Regions from separate parts of the Mus musculus genome. Here region 2 is linked to region 1. A link is a contact called in public Micro-C data. All regions are on one chromosome and are shown on one strand. The core of a region is the stretch at or near the end of the contact, and the rest is flanking DNA. Distances in the headings are between cores, read along the strand shown. Region 1 has its middle 9.1 kb from the start of Gm36268. Region 2 has its middle 32 kb from the start of 4933427D06Rik.

Region 1 (7,869 bases), core at 3,683-6,182:
CACAAAGCAGACAGGGCAGGGCTTGCACCAGGAAGTTGCTGGGTCCAAGAGACCTCTGACATCTGCTGGGGATGTGCACTATGCCCACTGAGGTAGCACAGGGAAAGAACCATCCTGCCATTCCCTCAAGATAACAGAGCTCCCTGCCGGTCTTCCTACCTGGATCCCACCCAATGACCTTCCTGCTAATCGTGAACCTGCCTTCTGTCCTCTGAGCCCTACTCCTACACCTTATGATAAGACCTCAGCAAACTGCCAGCCCTCTCTGAGTCTCCACAGAAGGCCTAAATTCAATCTGTTATTTGCAGAGTCAGGGACACAAGGCACAAGGAGCCAGTAGCCCTCGGAGGACTGTATCCTCGGCAGTAGCCCAGCCAAGCAGCTGATTTCACTGTCTTTAAACAAAGCTTCCAGATGGGGCACTGCTGTCTGTGGGTGCGCTAGCCGGCTGCTTCAATGATCCACTAATTGGGTCTCCAGGGAAGGGGCTGAGGAAAGGCAGCCCCTACCCTATCCATTGGTCCATCCATTTGTCCGTCCATTCACTGAGAGTTTACCATGTGTGTGAGGATGCTGGGGGCTGTTGCAGTTAATGGGGAGACAGTATTGCACAGATGAGCCAGCTGGCCCACCGTGCTTGCACAAAGAGCAGACCCCAAATCCCCTAGGACAGAAAGTTAAACAGGATTGATTGGTGGCGTAGAAGCATCCTGGGGTGAAATTTAAACTAAGACCTGGCAGGTAAGATGGGACCAGCAGACCTCCAAGGGAAGGGACAGGGGACTGTAGAGCAAGGCCAAGAACCAGCTTATGCTTAGGGGGTTAACTGCTTTGTTTGTGTTGGTGGGCATAGCCTGGAGGAGGGAAGACAGGATACTACCAGCAGGTGCCTGTGAATAGGTTCTCTAGGTCCTGAGCCCCAGGCACCAGGCCTAGGAAAGGTGTATCACAGGTAAATTGCTCCCCTGCTGGGCAGGGCTTTAATGACCATCAGTGTGTTCAGTGCTGGACTGGGAACCTAGGGACCAGGAACTGACTGGACCATACTGTTCAACCTGGTTGGACCCAGCCCAGAGACCCATTTTCTTCTACCTGAAAGTTTGGAAAAATCTGAATCTGTTGCCAGCTCTCACAAACGGGAAGACAGAGCTGGCCATAGGAGGTTTAGGCAGGATGGAAAGTTCAAATCCAGCATGAGCTACAAAATACGACTGCTGAATAAACCAAAGTCAAACGAAATAAAACTTTATGCAGATGAGTCACTTTCCAGTGTCTCTCACGCTGTCTGGCAGAGGTGGCCAGGCATCGTGCCAGGCCTTATCCCTCTCCTGGGTCCAGCCTCTCAGCTTGCCAGACTGGCATGTCCAAGAGCCCCTCTCTCAGCTGACAAGGGGCCCAGGAAACTGGGAAGCCTCCCACCCCTGGTTCCAAGACCATCTCCTCACATCCCTGCCTACAGACCTAGGAACAAAACCCTTTAGAATACAATTAAATTCAAAGGCCTCCACAGCCAGAGTCCATGGGTAGTCCATTCACAGTCCAAGGTGAACCTGAGGCACAGTGAGGCTCAGGATAGATAGCCCAACCAGACACACCAGGCAACTTATATGACATAAAGTAAAACACCTTTCCTAAACCCCGGAGCATATCCATTCCGCTGTGTGATTTTTGGGTGAATGGCTGACCTCTCTGAGGCTCCAAGTCTTCATCCTAAAGATGAATTCCTGGGAAAGGCTAGGCTCTTGGCAATGTCTTCAATGTCCACCTTCCTGGGTGTGCAGCCAAGCTGAGACCGGGAAAAGGTAGTGGAGTGGTGCCAGGTTCTAGCTCAAGGTGATAGGCAGCCAAAAGGTTGGAAGAGAGGATGCAGCAGTGGCTCCTAGCCCATCCATTCAGGCTACAAGATGCAGCAGGAGAAGAGGACCCAGGCTAGGAGGGGAGGAGCAATCTGGAAGGGAGGGGTGCACCAGTAGTATACAGCACAGGCTAGACCACAGCTGGGATGAGAGGGTGGGACAGGGACCAGAGAGGAGACATGAACTGGGGTTCCAGGAAGGGTATAGGAGGAGAGACAGGGTGAGGTAGACTGGGATCTAGGCAGGGAGCTTGGGCAGGAGGACACCATGAGACAATGGGGATACAGCTCCACAATATATCCCCACGGTGTCTGGGCTGAGCAGCTGAGTGTAGCCAGGTCCCAGGTCTGTCCTAGGAGATGGCTTGGAGGGTGGGGAGGGAGCAAGGGCCTCCCACTCCCTGCCCTCCCTCTCTCTTCTTCCTGCCTCCCCATCCCCTCTTCCTCTCTTCCTTTGCCTGTCTCCTTAGAGCCTGGAGCCACAGCACCCCCTGCTGTCCTCACACTGCATTGCGTCCTGAGACCACATTGCCATCTCTGGGTTATGTTTCCTAAGGTGTGTGGTGCTGTCTATGCAGCCAGAGATTCTGGACCTCAGAACCTCTATCTGGTACTGAAGGGCAAGGCCTGGGGTCCCCACTGGTGTGCCAGCCACTGTGGTGGGACAAGCAGAATGCAGGCACCCCAAGTCTCCAACCATGCTGGATTCCCACTAAGCCTCCCATCTTCTGCAGCTTCCTTTCAGAACCTGGAGAAGGTTCTGCCGGGCTTGGAAGAGGACAGCCCAGGAACGGGCTTCAGATTTAAAGTACACTTAAAGCAAAGGAAAAACAAAGTCACATGACAAATGGGAAATTGCAGCCCTTCACAAGCCGAATGAGAGGTCAGCACAGAGAACAGCCTCACAGGAGAAAAACAGTGGAGACTCGGAGCAGAAGGTCTGCAGGGGAACGAAAAAAAAAAGCCCAAATGGCCCTGAGCTGGACAAGGCTGTCTCTACAAATGATGAGTGAACCAGAGATCTGCAGGCTGCAGGCACCATTAGTCACCATCAGAAATGCAGTGTGCCCTCGGGTGTGCCTGCAGCATTGTGGAAACAACCCTCCTGAGCTGCCAACACCACCAAGGACGGACCCAGCACACAATGACGGGTCCTACAGACACAGGGTGTCTCTACAGTTACACCCTGGGAGCTAGGGCATTGTCTCCTTGGAACTGCTGACAACACCCTGCCCAGGAGCTGGTGTTACATAAGCTCTGCTATGTCACAGGAAGAGGGCCTCTGGCTGGGGAGGGCTGTGAGTACCCAGTGCAGCAGTATGCCCCAGACTGCACTGGGAAGCCTCTGGGCTGGCTGTCCAACCTTCACTGGACTACCTCTAAGAACAGGAGACTCACCCTGTTACAGGGAGGGGAAGCTAGAGCTGGAGGTCAGGACTCACACCCAGGGAGTAGACCCACCTCCCTGCTCCACAGTATCCTGGGAGTCCAGCCACCCTAGCCTTCAGCAAACGCCATGAAGACCCATGGCCAGGAGTCTGGGGATGTCCACTACTGTGCTGAATAACACTGGCAGTTCCCTTTCCACTCTGAGTCAATGCAGGTAACCTGTCCTCCTTCAAAGAGGACTATCCCAGCACACACAGACAAGACCAGCCTCCTCTAACTCTTCCTGGACTCCGTAGTTTAGTCCTAACATTTGGTTTTGCCTAAACTGGCATTCTGGGTATGTTGGGAAGCAACTCTGCCTGTATCTTCTCTCCTTTATGGCCTTAGTCTCCACTGCCTCCCCAGCTAACAATAGCCTCTTTACATCACCCCCCCCCCTTCTCATCCAGGCTATTTATTTGCCTGTTATCTGTGATTTCTAGTAGAACACAGCCCAGAGGACAGGGGCCCTGTCTATTCTATACACCACCAGAGCCTAGAGCACTGACTGGCACATAGTAGGTATTTAGTAAATGTCTGCATGAATGAGCAACTGCAGATTGGGAGCAGCAGGCTGGAAGAGGGCTGCTGCACACAGGGCCAAAGTCAGGGTCTGGCCATGAGCCCTGCTTTGAGCGGCATCCAGTCAGGCAGGTCCCATGCACTGTCAAGCCCCTGCCTTTGTGCCCCTTCCCCTCCCATCAGTCTCCTCAGGCAGGGAAGAGGCCAAGAGGTCATGGGTCTCCTAGAGACACACTGGGGGGCAGGGGGAGGGTCTCTATTCAATAGGAAGCATTGTGACACCTAATCACTCTGTTCCTGGTGGAGGGTGTCACAGGGGTGATTCTCAGTAGCCTCAGTAGCCTAACAGAAAATTAGCATGGCAGCCAGCAAGAACAAAGAGGCAGATCCCTCCCCCCCCCCAGGGGGCCCTGCTCACAGCCAAGCTCTCCCTCACAGTATCCCAGCCCTTTAAGCCTAGCCTCTCACAGGCCTTAGACAGAGGAGGCCCTGAGAACTCTCACAGATGCAGGTGCTCTGACAAACGCGTGGAGGAAATGAGCAGGTGCTCAGCAGCCCTGTGGATGGGCCCCTCTGTATGGAGCTCTCCTGCGCATGCCTGTGCTGTCTGGTCTTTTGTTTTTAATGTAGACTTTGCAAGAGAGGACACACAGAACTTGGAATAATGGGTCTGTAGTAGAAAGGATCCCTTTCCACACCTGGCTCCCACCCTGCCCCCAAGATAAGCACGCCCACTGAATCCTTGCAAGATTTCTTTATGCATATAGAGAGATGTGGACATAAGGACAGATGGACACACACACACACATGCACTCTAAGCTTGGCTCTGCCTGTTATACCTCTCCATTACACTCCGTCTGGAGTCTCTTCTTCATCAGAATGTATCTTGAACCCCTGTGGCTCTCCTGAAAGCCTGTGTGTCACTTCACAGTGAATCCCCTCTTGTTGGACATTAAGGGTACTTCCAGCTCTCTGCTTTAGCAGATGATATCTTGATATGCCAATCTTTACACATTCCTCCCTCTGCAAGCTGCTTTTCTTTTTTGCTCAATAATAAATGATGCTTATCTTCCCGGGTAAACAGCCCTGCCAGTCCTTTGAGAGCTGAATAGCATGCCATTGTGCTTTCTAGCCAAAGCAGATGTAACCACTCCCTCACTGGAGTCTAGACTGTTGCCAGCATTTTGTTATTACAGGCTGCTCTGCAGGGACATTCCTTCAAGCTAAGCCTTGGCACATGTCCTTAATTCTCTCCTCGGCCACGTGCCCAGAGATGGAATTTATAGGTCAAAGGGTGTGGTTTTTTTTTCTTTTATCTTTTTTTGGTGCCACATTTTAAAATCCTTTGAAGTGTGTGTGTGTGTGTCTGTGTGTGTCTGTGTGTGTCTGTGTCTGTGTGTCTGAGTGTTTTGTATTTTCTTTTAGGCTAGAGGTTCCTGGAGGTGCCCTCAAAGCTTTCCTGTGGTTTTGCATAATGGGCTCTGTATGCTTTCTCTCCCTCCCTCTAAAATTGCTCAGCCATCGTCTGCGCCTGCCTCATGGGTGGGAGCAGACTAAGTCTTTCCCCAGCCTGGAAGCTTTTTCCCCTGAGCAAAATGTGGGAGGAGCTGTAGCTCACTGGAGTTCCTGTGTGACCTGGGCAGCCAGGGAAAGCAGGGTGTGGTGGTGTGTCCATAGCCACAGCTGCTCCTGCTCTGAGGTTGAGTTGGCCTGAGACCTGGGACAAACATCTCACCACTAGGAAGCATTACCCAGACTCAAGCAGAGGAGCCTGAGTTCCAGGCCAGCCTGGTCTACAAAGGGAACTCCTGGCAAGCCAGTGCAACATAGTGAGCAAAGAAATGAACAAAAACAAAATCCAGAGCTCAGTGATCAAGGCATCAGGGCAGTAAAGACTGAAGATGCTGAAGATGAGCCAACTCTTCACCAATGGGCCTGACTTGATACCTTGGCCATCAGGAACATTACTAGGCCCACTGGCCAGGCAGGGCCTGAGGATTGGGTGTCCCCTATCAGTGTCACTGCCTGCCATGGGCTGGAAGTGTTGGAGCCATTGGAAGAAAAGGTTCACCTTCTCCCTGCACTCTCTGGCCTTCCAGCCTGCTTGGGTGTTCTATGCTCAAACACAGATTCCCTTTGGCCAAAGGCAGGATAAGACTGAAATGGTTGGGCCAATGACACTGTGGCAACTCCCTAGCCACCAGGTGGACAGCTACAATGGTTCTGAGAAGCCTGAGACAGAGGAGGAGACCCCACTAACCCTCGAGTGCTGGGATGGTGCTGGGCACTGTTAAAAATCACTATTATTGTTAATTATAAATTCTCTAGGTTCTTACTGTAAGCACACCCCTCTGATGTTCATGTTCCTGCAAATAAACAAAGACACTAGGGGGGAGAAGAGCAATTTGACTCCCTAATTAGCAGCTATTAGATCCTCCCTAGTTTCTCTGAGCAAAACGACTATCAGATAGTCAACCAGATTACTCTTATGCCTAGAGGAAACTACACAATTGCAGCTGATTGCTACAGCTCATGAAAGTATAGCCTAGTCAGGGCTGTTTTAGTATAAGACTTTGGTTATTACAAATCTTGGTGAACTCTAAATAATTCTGAAGCCATTTCTTCCTAGAGACCAGAAAGGAGTACTTCCTCTGGTGGTCTAGCAGAGGGACTGCTGTGATTGGTGGCAAGAAGGAAGGCTGTGAGTGGCCTAAACACAAACCTCCCTGGCTCTAATTAGAGCGAAAAGAGTTAGGCTGTGGTTGGTGCAAACTCAAACCATCATTTGCATGTAAGGCTTGCTGTAATTGGTGTAAATACAAATGTTTATTTGTATGTAAGGCTTATGGTGATTGGTGCAAACACGAATCCTCATTTGCATGCAAGGTTTGCTGTGATTGGTACAAACTCAAACTGTCATTTGCATGTGAGGTGTGTGATCTGTGTACTCACCTTTCTTCAGGTTTTAGAAACAGGCTGCTCAGCTCATTCAGCTCAATGCTAAAAGAACAAAAAAATGTGTCCCAATATGATGGTTCCTAGTGCCAGACTGTCCCGAGGACCCACTCAGGGCTGTTGACAAAGCTAATGCTTGCTTCTCCCTGACTCATTTTGAAGACCCTTTGTGAACAGCATCCAAAGAAACTCTCCTGGATTCCAGAAACAGGCAGGCAGAGGACACACAGCTGCTTCAGCCTGAGGCATCTGCCCTGCGGACCCTCATGCTGCCTTGTTATGCTTTGACCCCATGGATATAAATAGTGGTTATGTCCTTGGCAATCCTGAAAGGTTTTGATCTCAAACCTCCTTTACTTTCTGAAACATGGAGGACCTCAAAGAACTTGGTGTCCATCTTCACTGTCTACATCATGACACTTGTTGTTAAAATGACACACTTAGAATTTATGACACTTCCCTTTTGTTTAAGAAAAGGTCTCATGTAGTCCAGACTGGCCTCAAGTTGGTTATATAGCTAAGGCTGATCTTGAACTCTTGATCTTCCTGCCTGTAGCTCCCAAGTGTAGAGATTACAGGCATGGCTCATTATAACTGGTTTAAAGTTTTATTTTGTTTTAGGGTTGGGTTTTTTGTTTTTGTTTGTTTGTTTGTTTGTTTTGGTTTTTTTTGTTTGTTTGTTGTTCTTTTGCTTTGTTTTCTTTTGTTTTACCTTTGAGACAGGGATTCTCTGTGAAGCCTTGGCTATCCTGGAACTAACTCTGTAGATCAGGTTGGCCTCAAACTCAGAGATCTACCTGTCTCTCCCTCCTAAGTGCTGGGATTAAAGGCGTGTATCACCACCTGGCAAAGACTTTTTTAAAATAATTTTAAATTTCATTTAAAAAAATGTATTGTGTGTGTGGGCATACATATCATGGTGTACATACTGAGATCAGGACAACCTGTGGGAGTTAGTTCTCTCCTTCTACCATGTGGGTCCCAGGATCCAAATTAGATTGTCCAGCTTGGCAGCAATCACCTTTACCTGCTGATCTATCCTGATTGACCCCTAAAATGGACTTTATAAAAATTATTTTGGTGACAGTAGTACTTAGGCAGTCCAGGCT
Region 2 (7,869 bases), core at 1,368-3,867, 140 kb before region 1:
ACCTTGGGATTTTACCTTCAGCTTGGGGGAAACTGGCACTAGTGTGTCACTAAGCCATGTGTCCAGGTCTGACGCTTGTCTGAGCTCCTACTGCAGATCTGCCAATGAGGGCACAGGGTTTACCCTTGGCTGCCTCATGGAGAGACTGTGTTTCTTCTTACTTGCCTTTTTTTCTTGTTTTGTACGTGTGCCAGAGACAGAACCCCAGGCTTCAAACATGCCGAGCACACACCCCAGACGCCTGACCAGCACTGGGAGACTAAGGCAGCAAGTAGGTATAAGTGTCTCCATCTGTCTGTCAGTCCTCTGCCTGCTGACACTTCCACCTATCCATCCATCCCCTTCCTTCCAGGAGCACTATGGGCTATCATGAGGACCTCCATGGTGTCACTCCCACCATGCAAAGGTGACAAAGAGGAGCTGCCCGCCCACTCTAGTTCTTTGTTATTCCCCTGGGGAGAAATAATCTAAATGCTGGACATGGTGGCTCTCACCTTTAATCCCACTGTTCAGGAAGCTGAGGCAGGAGGATCACTGTGAGTTTGAGGCCAGCCTGAGCTGCACAGTGGCACTGTTTCATGCTATCCAGGGATACTCAGGAAGATTCTGTGTCAAAAACAGAAGCAGAAAATGAGTAAGATGTGACAGTGGGCCAAGCAGCAGTCAGGGAGAAGTCTCAGAGTCAGGGGATGCAATGTCTCCTAAGAAGGTAATGCTTCAACAAGAAGGCAGAAGAGTACCGAGATGAGGTCAGGCATTGGCTGTGGGGACATTGCAGTGGAGTCCCAGGCAGGAGACTGTTCCCTTCATTCAGAAGGTAAGGTTGGGCAGGCTAAGCATACGGAAGAAGAGGAGCCAGCAGAGCCGGCCAGGGAGGCCCCAGTGGATACATCAGGTGCCTGACAGCTGCTCTAACATGGGCTCTGTTCTGAATGAGATGGGGCCACTGGAGCGTGCAGACTCAAAAGCATTTCCCCAGGGGCCGATGCCCTCAGTCCCTGTTGCCAGGAGAACCGAGCCTTCTAGGTGCTGTATTCAGCAGCCTCTGCCCAGGCTCCCCTCCCCTCCTTGGGAATATCTGGCTGATGAGGGCAGTGCAGGCTAAACCAGAGTCCTCCTTCCCCAACCTACCCAAGCTCCAGAGCTCAGAGTTCCCGCCTCAGATCGGGCCTTCAAATGCTGTGCTACCCCTTTCTTGGCCTTCTCTTCACAGCATGAGGACCAGTGGGGATCCCCAGGCTGGTTTTTGTGGGTGTCACATCCAATCTCCCCACTTCCGGAACAGACAAGTGCCGCAGTGGCCCTGGAACTATCTCCCAGAGTCAGCGCCCGTTCACAAGTGTGTCCCTGTAAAGACTGTTGCCAGCTCACCAGGATTGTAGCTCACTCCTGAGGCGATTGACTTATAAAGGGAGAAGGTTCGTGCAGGTTCAGCTTTGGAAGCTCCGGGCCATTCTCAGACGGCTAGGGTGCTCCATGGTCTGAGGTGGCCTGTCACGGTGGGACTGTGAGGTGAGTACCATGAGGAGGAAATAAAACAAGGCAAAGAGGCTGGTATCCCACAATCCCTCTCCATCCCAACTACCTAACAATCTCCAACTAGGACATTCTTCTCTAAGGTTCTTCCACCCTTTAATGGTGCCAAGCTGGGCCTTTAGGTGACACTTAAGGTTCAAATGACAGCAATATTTAGTACTTTTCTTACATGAGCCTGTATGTAGGACCCACCTCTCGGTAGAGAAAGAGAAGCTGCCTATCAAAGCCCTACATGGGTTCTGATGTATGGAGACTGGCACAAAGCCATCCTGTGAACTGATGGTAAAAACCTCCAGCATGCAGCATCCCATGATCAGAGAAGTCGGTCCAGCAGCCTGGAGAAACTATACAACAGACTTTGTCAATAAGAAAAGAGAACCAGATGGGAATAGGGCCAAAGGATACAAATAGGTCAACAGACATCTCAAAGATGCTCAGAAAATGCAAATGAGGCCAGCCTTGTGATACGGATGTATTCCACTTGAAACTGGCAAGATTTTGCTTGTTGTTATCACAGACTGGGGGGAGAAGCTCTGAGTCCAACAGTTCTCCCAGACAAGGGCTCGGGAAAGGCAGTGCTGTAGTGCTCCTTGGAGCCATACATATGTCTGTCAGCCTGGACTGGCTGGATGCTCTACTCTGTGAGGATGCAGTAACTCTACAAACACCAGAACATCAGTCCTACCTGAATAGAGAAGGTTCTCTGCAGCGTTGAGCACCGTGTATCACCTTTCTGAGAGTAACTGCCCCACAGTGCTCTATGGTACAGGATTGGTCAAGGCCAGCTTGGCTTATCCCCAATCCTTGGCTGACTTAAAAGAGAGCAGATGGGGTGGGAAAGCAGTTTCCGCAGCATGGTGGTTTATGCCTGCAACCCCAGCACTTGGCGGGCAGAGGCAGGAGGATAGAAAGTTCAAAGCCACCCTCAACCACACAGTCAGCCTCTACGTCTGTTGCCTCACACTCCAGTCACTTTTGCCTCCCACATTTGGGGTCAGCTTGGAAAGGCTAGTGGTTTGGGGAGGGCCCACTGAGCTCAGCCAGGCTCCCAGCCTTGTCTGTGGCCAGCCAGCACGATGGCTGACTCATCTGGGGATCTTCCCATTAGCTGGGACAGGCTGTGAGCTGCTTCCTCTCAGGCAGCCTGACCCAAAGCTACCCACAAAGCAGTCTCAGACACCCAAGAGCAGGAGAGCCACCCTCAGAGACACACACTGCGTCTCTGTCTGAGCTCAGAGGGTAGATATTCACCTGCGAACGCGGTAGGGATGGAAAGTTGCATGGCAAACGTACAATTCCCAGCCAGTGAAGAGCCCGGCTGTTTCTGCCAGCCCCAGGACTGCGGTCTCTGCCCGGTTTCTTTTTATAACTTCTTGGCCAGATTACTACTTAAAATGTGAATTGCTGAAAGAAAAGGTGAGAACAGAAATAGCCAAGAAAAAGAAAATATCCACAGCATCCATCAGAGTGCTGGGCATCGGCTTCGGGATGAAGCCCCTGGTATAAACCTCATTCCTTTTGCCCCGGCCTGTGGGGCACTGGCTCTGAGTGGGGGTTGGCCTGAGGGACAGACAATGGGATTAAGAACGGCAGGCTTTGATTAGGCCCTGGGTAGAAATCAGAGCCTGCTCTTGGTTCACCTCAGATACAATTAACTGGACGCGTGTGCGAGCTCTGGCCCTGCTCTCGCTCCTCCTCTCCCCCTACCCTGCGTGCATTCATACAGTGTTATGGATGATCCCAGTCAGACTCCACTTATCATGTGACTCAGAAGACTGTTCTATACATATTCTATACATATATTCTATACATATTGTCTGAAGACTATGCACCCTGTGGACCTTCCAGGTGTCAGAGATGGAACAGAAAACGAAAAACGGCCCCTCAGAGCTGCAGACCCTCAGAGCTGCAGAACGACTTCAGCAGTTAAGAGTGCTTGCTGCTCTTCCAGAGGATGGGAGCTTTGTTCCTAGCACCCACTCGGGGCAGCTCTTCTGGCTACATGGACAACTGGACACACATACACGCACATATGCACAAGACATGCATACACATAAAGAAATAAAATATATTTCTATAAACCTGATGACCTCCATGTCCTTTGGTGCTCAAATAGGCAATCAACAAACACATGGCATCTGCCATAGTTTAAATAGATAGGTCTCACCTGGGCTCGGGTGTTGCAGCTGAGGGGCTCTAGAAAGGAGACTGCCTGGGGCTCTGCTGTCTCTCATCAGTAGGTCCATCTGTAGGTAGATTCGTGATTTGACAGCATTGTTGAAAGATGGTGAAAATGAGGCATTGGGGCCTGGTGGGAGGAAGTCATGGGGCGGCAAGTCTTTGAAAGGTGTCTCCTGCCCTAGTCCCTTCCTTCTGACACCTCTCTGCCTCCTGGTCACACCATCTGAGCATCTCTGCTCCACCAAGTCGTTCCACCTCTGAACAGGATGAAGGTGGTGAACGGAAGTGCAGGGGGGTTGGGGAGTAGGAAGGGGGAGTTCTCACTGAAGCCTGGGATCTGAGGGGAGCCCAGGGAAAGGCATGGCCCTCACCTCTGAGAAGCAGGGCCTGGGTGTCCCCAGAGAGCCAGGATGGGTCTTGCCACAGCAAGCAGACACGGAGAACATAGCAGGCTAGCATTCCAGCTTAGGGAAGTTGGAGTGAGGATGGCTTCCATGTGGACAGAAGCACGGGTCCTTTGACCCCTGGGTTAGAGCAGAGGGAGGGACACCTAGATCTGGCATGAGGGGTGTTAGCAACTGAGGCCTGAGCATAGCCTTGGGGTCTGCAGGCCTCATCTCCTGCTGGCTTTGTTCATGTCTGTGATTATCCACAAATACTGTAAATTAACAGTGAACGCGGGTGCAGCTGAGGGATGCATTTCTAAAATCTTGTTCTAGAGCAGTGGTTCTCGACCTGTAGGTGGAGACCCCTTTGGGGGTCAAATGACCTTTTCACGAGGGTTGCCTGTCAGATATCCTGCATATCAGATATTTATATTACAGCTCACAATGGTAGCAAAATCACAGTTACGAAGTAGCAACAAAAATCATTGTATGGTTGGGGGTCACCACAACGAGAGGAACTGTACTAAAGGGTCACGGAGTCGGGAAGGCTGAGAACCACTACTGTAGAGGGTATCAAGCTCACCTGACTGCTGGGCGGGGCTCTCCAGAGGCACAGAACTGGTGCAATGAGCATGTGTTAGAGAGGGATTGCTAGATTGGCTTACACGGTACACGCTGGGCAGTTCCACAATGGCCATCTGTGTACTGGGAAGGTGGAGAACCTAGGAGCTGCTCACTCAACAAGGCCAGGTGCCTCCGTAGTCCCAGGGTGACAATGAAGACCTGGGGAATTCCTAACAGCAACTAGTCTTCAGTCCATACTGAAAAGCTGAAGAAGCTGGGCTCCTGTGTCAGGGAGAGAGGTAGCAGCAGTGGAAGAGGGAGGAGGGAGGAGGGGAAGAGGGAAGAGGAGGAGGGAAGGGAAGAGGGAGAGGAGAAATGCACCTGCCAGCTGGGAGTAAAAGCGGACAGGTAAAAGCGGTAACTTTCCCCTTGGCGTTCATCATACCTGGACCACAGCTGGAGAGTGCTGCCCACTCTGGGCCTTCCACCCGTTAGTTAATCCTTCCAGGGAATGTTCTCACAGACCCACCCAGAGGCTTGTCTCTTCATTGACTCCAGAGCCCATCAAATTGACAAGAGTCAGCATCACACTTTGGTACTGGCCAAGCCCAGCGGGAAGCACTTTGCAGTCCTGTGTTCTTAATGCTCACACTAGCAGCCCACAGAGAAGCAGCCAGAGGCTTGGAGATGCGACAGGGACCTGCCTGAGTTCTGTTTCTCGGTGAAAGAAAAAAAATCCACAGAACACTTGTAGACACAGTGGAACAGAGCCGGGAGCCTGACCGGGTCTACCTGAGCCTGTCAGCCTCACTCTGATCCCACACTGAGGCATTCTTCATAAATAGGCTTTTTTATTAATGCGCAAAAGCAGGGGCTGCACTGTGCTCGCCATGTCCCACTTTATTCCTTGGAAGCAAAAGCACAGAAAGGAATGTTCTGGTAACACAGTCGGAGCACAGGGGATGTGGCTGAGTAGCCTGTTATCTGTGACATGCAACCTCTGTCCTGTTCTAAGCCTGGTCCTGCCAAAAACACCCTGGGTCCTGGCTTGCTTAGTCAAGAGGAGAAGCTGCAGGAGGGCAGATGCATCCTCTGATTTAAGTTAATAGGCATCCCTTGCAGTGGTGGTTGTGATGTGGGGTTGGCTCAGGGATGCCATGGCTGGCTAAGCTGGAACTGGAGAAGACATGACAAAGGGAAGCAGGATTGTAGAGTGTCTCACCCCGTGAGATGAATAAAAACAAAAGGGAAAAGCCTGTTTAAAAAGCATGGAAGAGCCTGGCTGTGGTGGCACGCACCTTTAATCCCAGCATTCCAGAGGCAAAGGCACTCTCTGAGTTCGAAGCCAGCCTGGTCTACAGAGTGAGTTCCAGGACAACCAGGGCTACACAGAAAAACCCTGTCTCAAAAAAGAAACAAAGAAACAAACAAAAGCCTGGAAGAAAAGCTGGGCAGATGGCTTAGTGGGTAAACAGGACTTGCCCTGTAAACCTAATGACCTGAGTTCAAATTCCCAGAAACCATGTAAAAGCCACAGGCATAATGCAAATGTCAGTAATCCCAGGCACCCCTAAGAGAAAATCAGAGATGGAGACAGGAGGACTGCAGGAAGCCTGTGGGCTGTAACCTGGAGAAGGTAGCAGTGAACAAGAGTCTCTCCCTCTCCCTCTCCCTCTCCCTCTCCCTCTCCCTCTCCCTCTCCCTCTCCCTCTCCCTCTCCCTCTCTCTTTTACACACACACACACACACACACACACACACATGCAAACACAGGCACATCATAAACACACAAATTCAAAATTAGTTAACTCCATTAAAAAGTAAAACAAAAAGCCGGGTGTGGTGGTGCATGCCTTTAATCTCAGCACTCAGGGGGCAGAGGCAGGCGGATTTCTGAGTTCGAGGCCAGCCTGGTCTACAAAGTGAGTTCCAGGACAGCCAGGGCTATACAGAGAAACCCTGTCTCAAAAAACCAAGAAAACAAAACAAAACAAAAACAAAAACACAATAAAAGTCGGGTGTGGTACCCATGCCTTAGTTTGTTATGTTTCCATGACAAACTACTCGCATTTAATTTGGGGCTCACAGTTCCAGAGGTTTACTCCATGGCCATCATGGTGGGGAAACATGGCACCAGGCAGGCAGGCACGGAGCTGTAGCAGGAGCAGGAGCTGAGAACTTACATGTTGCAATACGATCTGAGACAGAGAGAACTAATTGGGACCAGCCTGGGCTTCTGAAACCTCAAAGCTCCTCCCCCTCGACACCCCCTAATCCTTCCCAAACAGTTCCACCAACTGGGAACCAACCATTAAAATAGACGAGCCTATGGGGACCATTCTCGTTCCAGCACGCAGAGGAAGAGGCAGGAGGATTACTACAAGTTCAGGACAAGCCTGATCTACACAGTGAGATGGTGTCTCGAAACATGTACAACAGAAAAAAGGAAGGAAGGCAGACTGGAAGGAAAGAAAGAAAAAATAGGAAGGAAGGAAGGAAGGAAGGAAGGAAGGGAGGGAGGGAGGGAGGAGGGAGGGAGGGAGGGAGGGAGGGAGGGAGGGAGGAAGGAAGGAAGGAAGGAAGGAAAGAAGGAAGGAAGGATCCCCAAACAAAACAAGAAAATATTCACTACAGTAAAAGAAAAGAAAGAATAATGAAAATCAATCAATAAGGAACTTTAAAATCTCCTACCATAAAAGGCCACCACCCTGGCAAGTGTCACCACCCTAGTCCTCCTGCAGGCTTTCAGATAGCCTGTACCCTACTCCCAGCGCAGGCATCAGGAGGGAAAACCACTGGGATTCCCTAAGCAGCCTCAGGCCTGGCTCTGAGCCGAGGCCTCCAAAGCAGCACCAGATCTCACTTCTATTTTTTTTTTCCTAAGATTTATTTATTTATTATATGTTAAGTACACTGTCACTGTATTCAGACACACCAGAAGAGGGCATCAGATCTCATTACGGATGGTTGTGAGTCATCATGTGGTTGCTGAGACTTGAACTCAGGACCTCTGGAAGAGCAATCAGTGCTCTTAACCACTGAGCCATCTCTCCAGCCCCAGATCTCACTTCTAAACCCCTTTTAGGCATGATCTTGGACCGGTGTTTTCTGCACAGGATCCCTCCCTCTTGGGCACCTGAAGGAAGCCACCAGCACCCACCCTTCTGAGAAGAGGACCTTTGTTGTTTCATTCCACACCCGC

What was found. A called contact is a pair of places that touch in the nucleus more often than the background predicts.
Region 2: a Micro-C map of embryonic fibroblasts shows a contact between it and region 1, with 5 times the contacts expected there. The contact joins two enhancer-like sites. A contact is called at or near these places in 1 of 15 datasets of contacts at CTCF or cohesin (the NIH/3T3 cell line), 14 of 484 Hi-C or Micro-C datasets (the C2C12 cell line, the HL-1 cell line, adipose-derived mesenchymal stem cells and 7 more), 1 of 115 datasets of contacts at active chromatin or transcription factors (pancreatic cancer cells) and 2 of 9 other capture datasets (embryonic stem cells and pancreatic islet).

The regions. Positions count from the first base shown.
Region 1 is chr6:88,922,219-88,930,087 of GRCm38.p6, reverse strand. No RefSeq gene overlaps it. Among named protein-coding and RNA genes, the nearest start is that of Gm36268, 9.1 kb to the right of the region's middle. Within about 2 kb of position 4,932, at least 227 of the 459 cell types and tissues checked have an H3K27ac peak or open chromatin away from gene starts, as enhancers often do. A contact at or near this core is called in the C2C12 cell line, the HL-1 cell line, the NIH/3T3 cell line and 3 more, where this site is marked.
Region 2 is chr6:89,059,864-89,067,732 of GRCm38.p6, reverse strand. No RefSeq gene overlaps it. Among named protein-coding and RNA genes, the nearest start is that of 4933427D06Rik, 32 kb to the left of the region's middle. Within about 2 kb of position 2,617, at least 42 of the 459 cell types and tissues checked have an H3K27ac peak or open chromatin away from gene starts, as enhancers often do. A contact at or near this core is called in the C2C12 cell line, the HL-1 cell line, the NIH/3T3 cell line and 3 more, where this site is marked.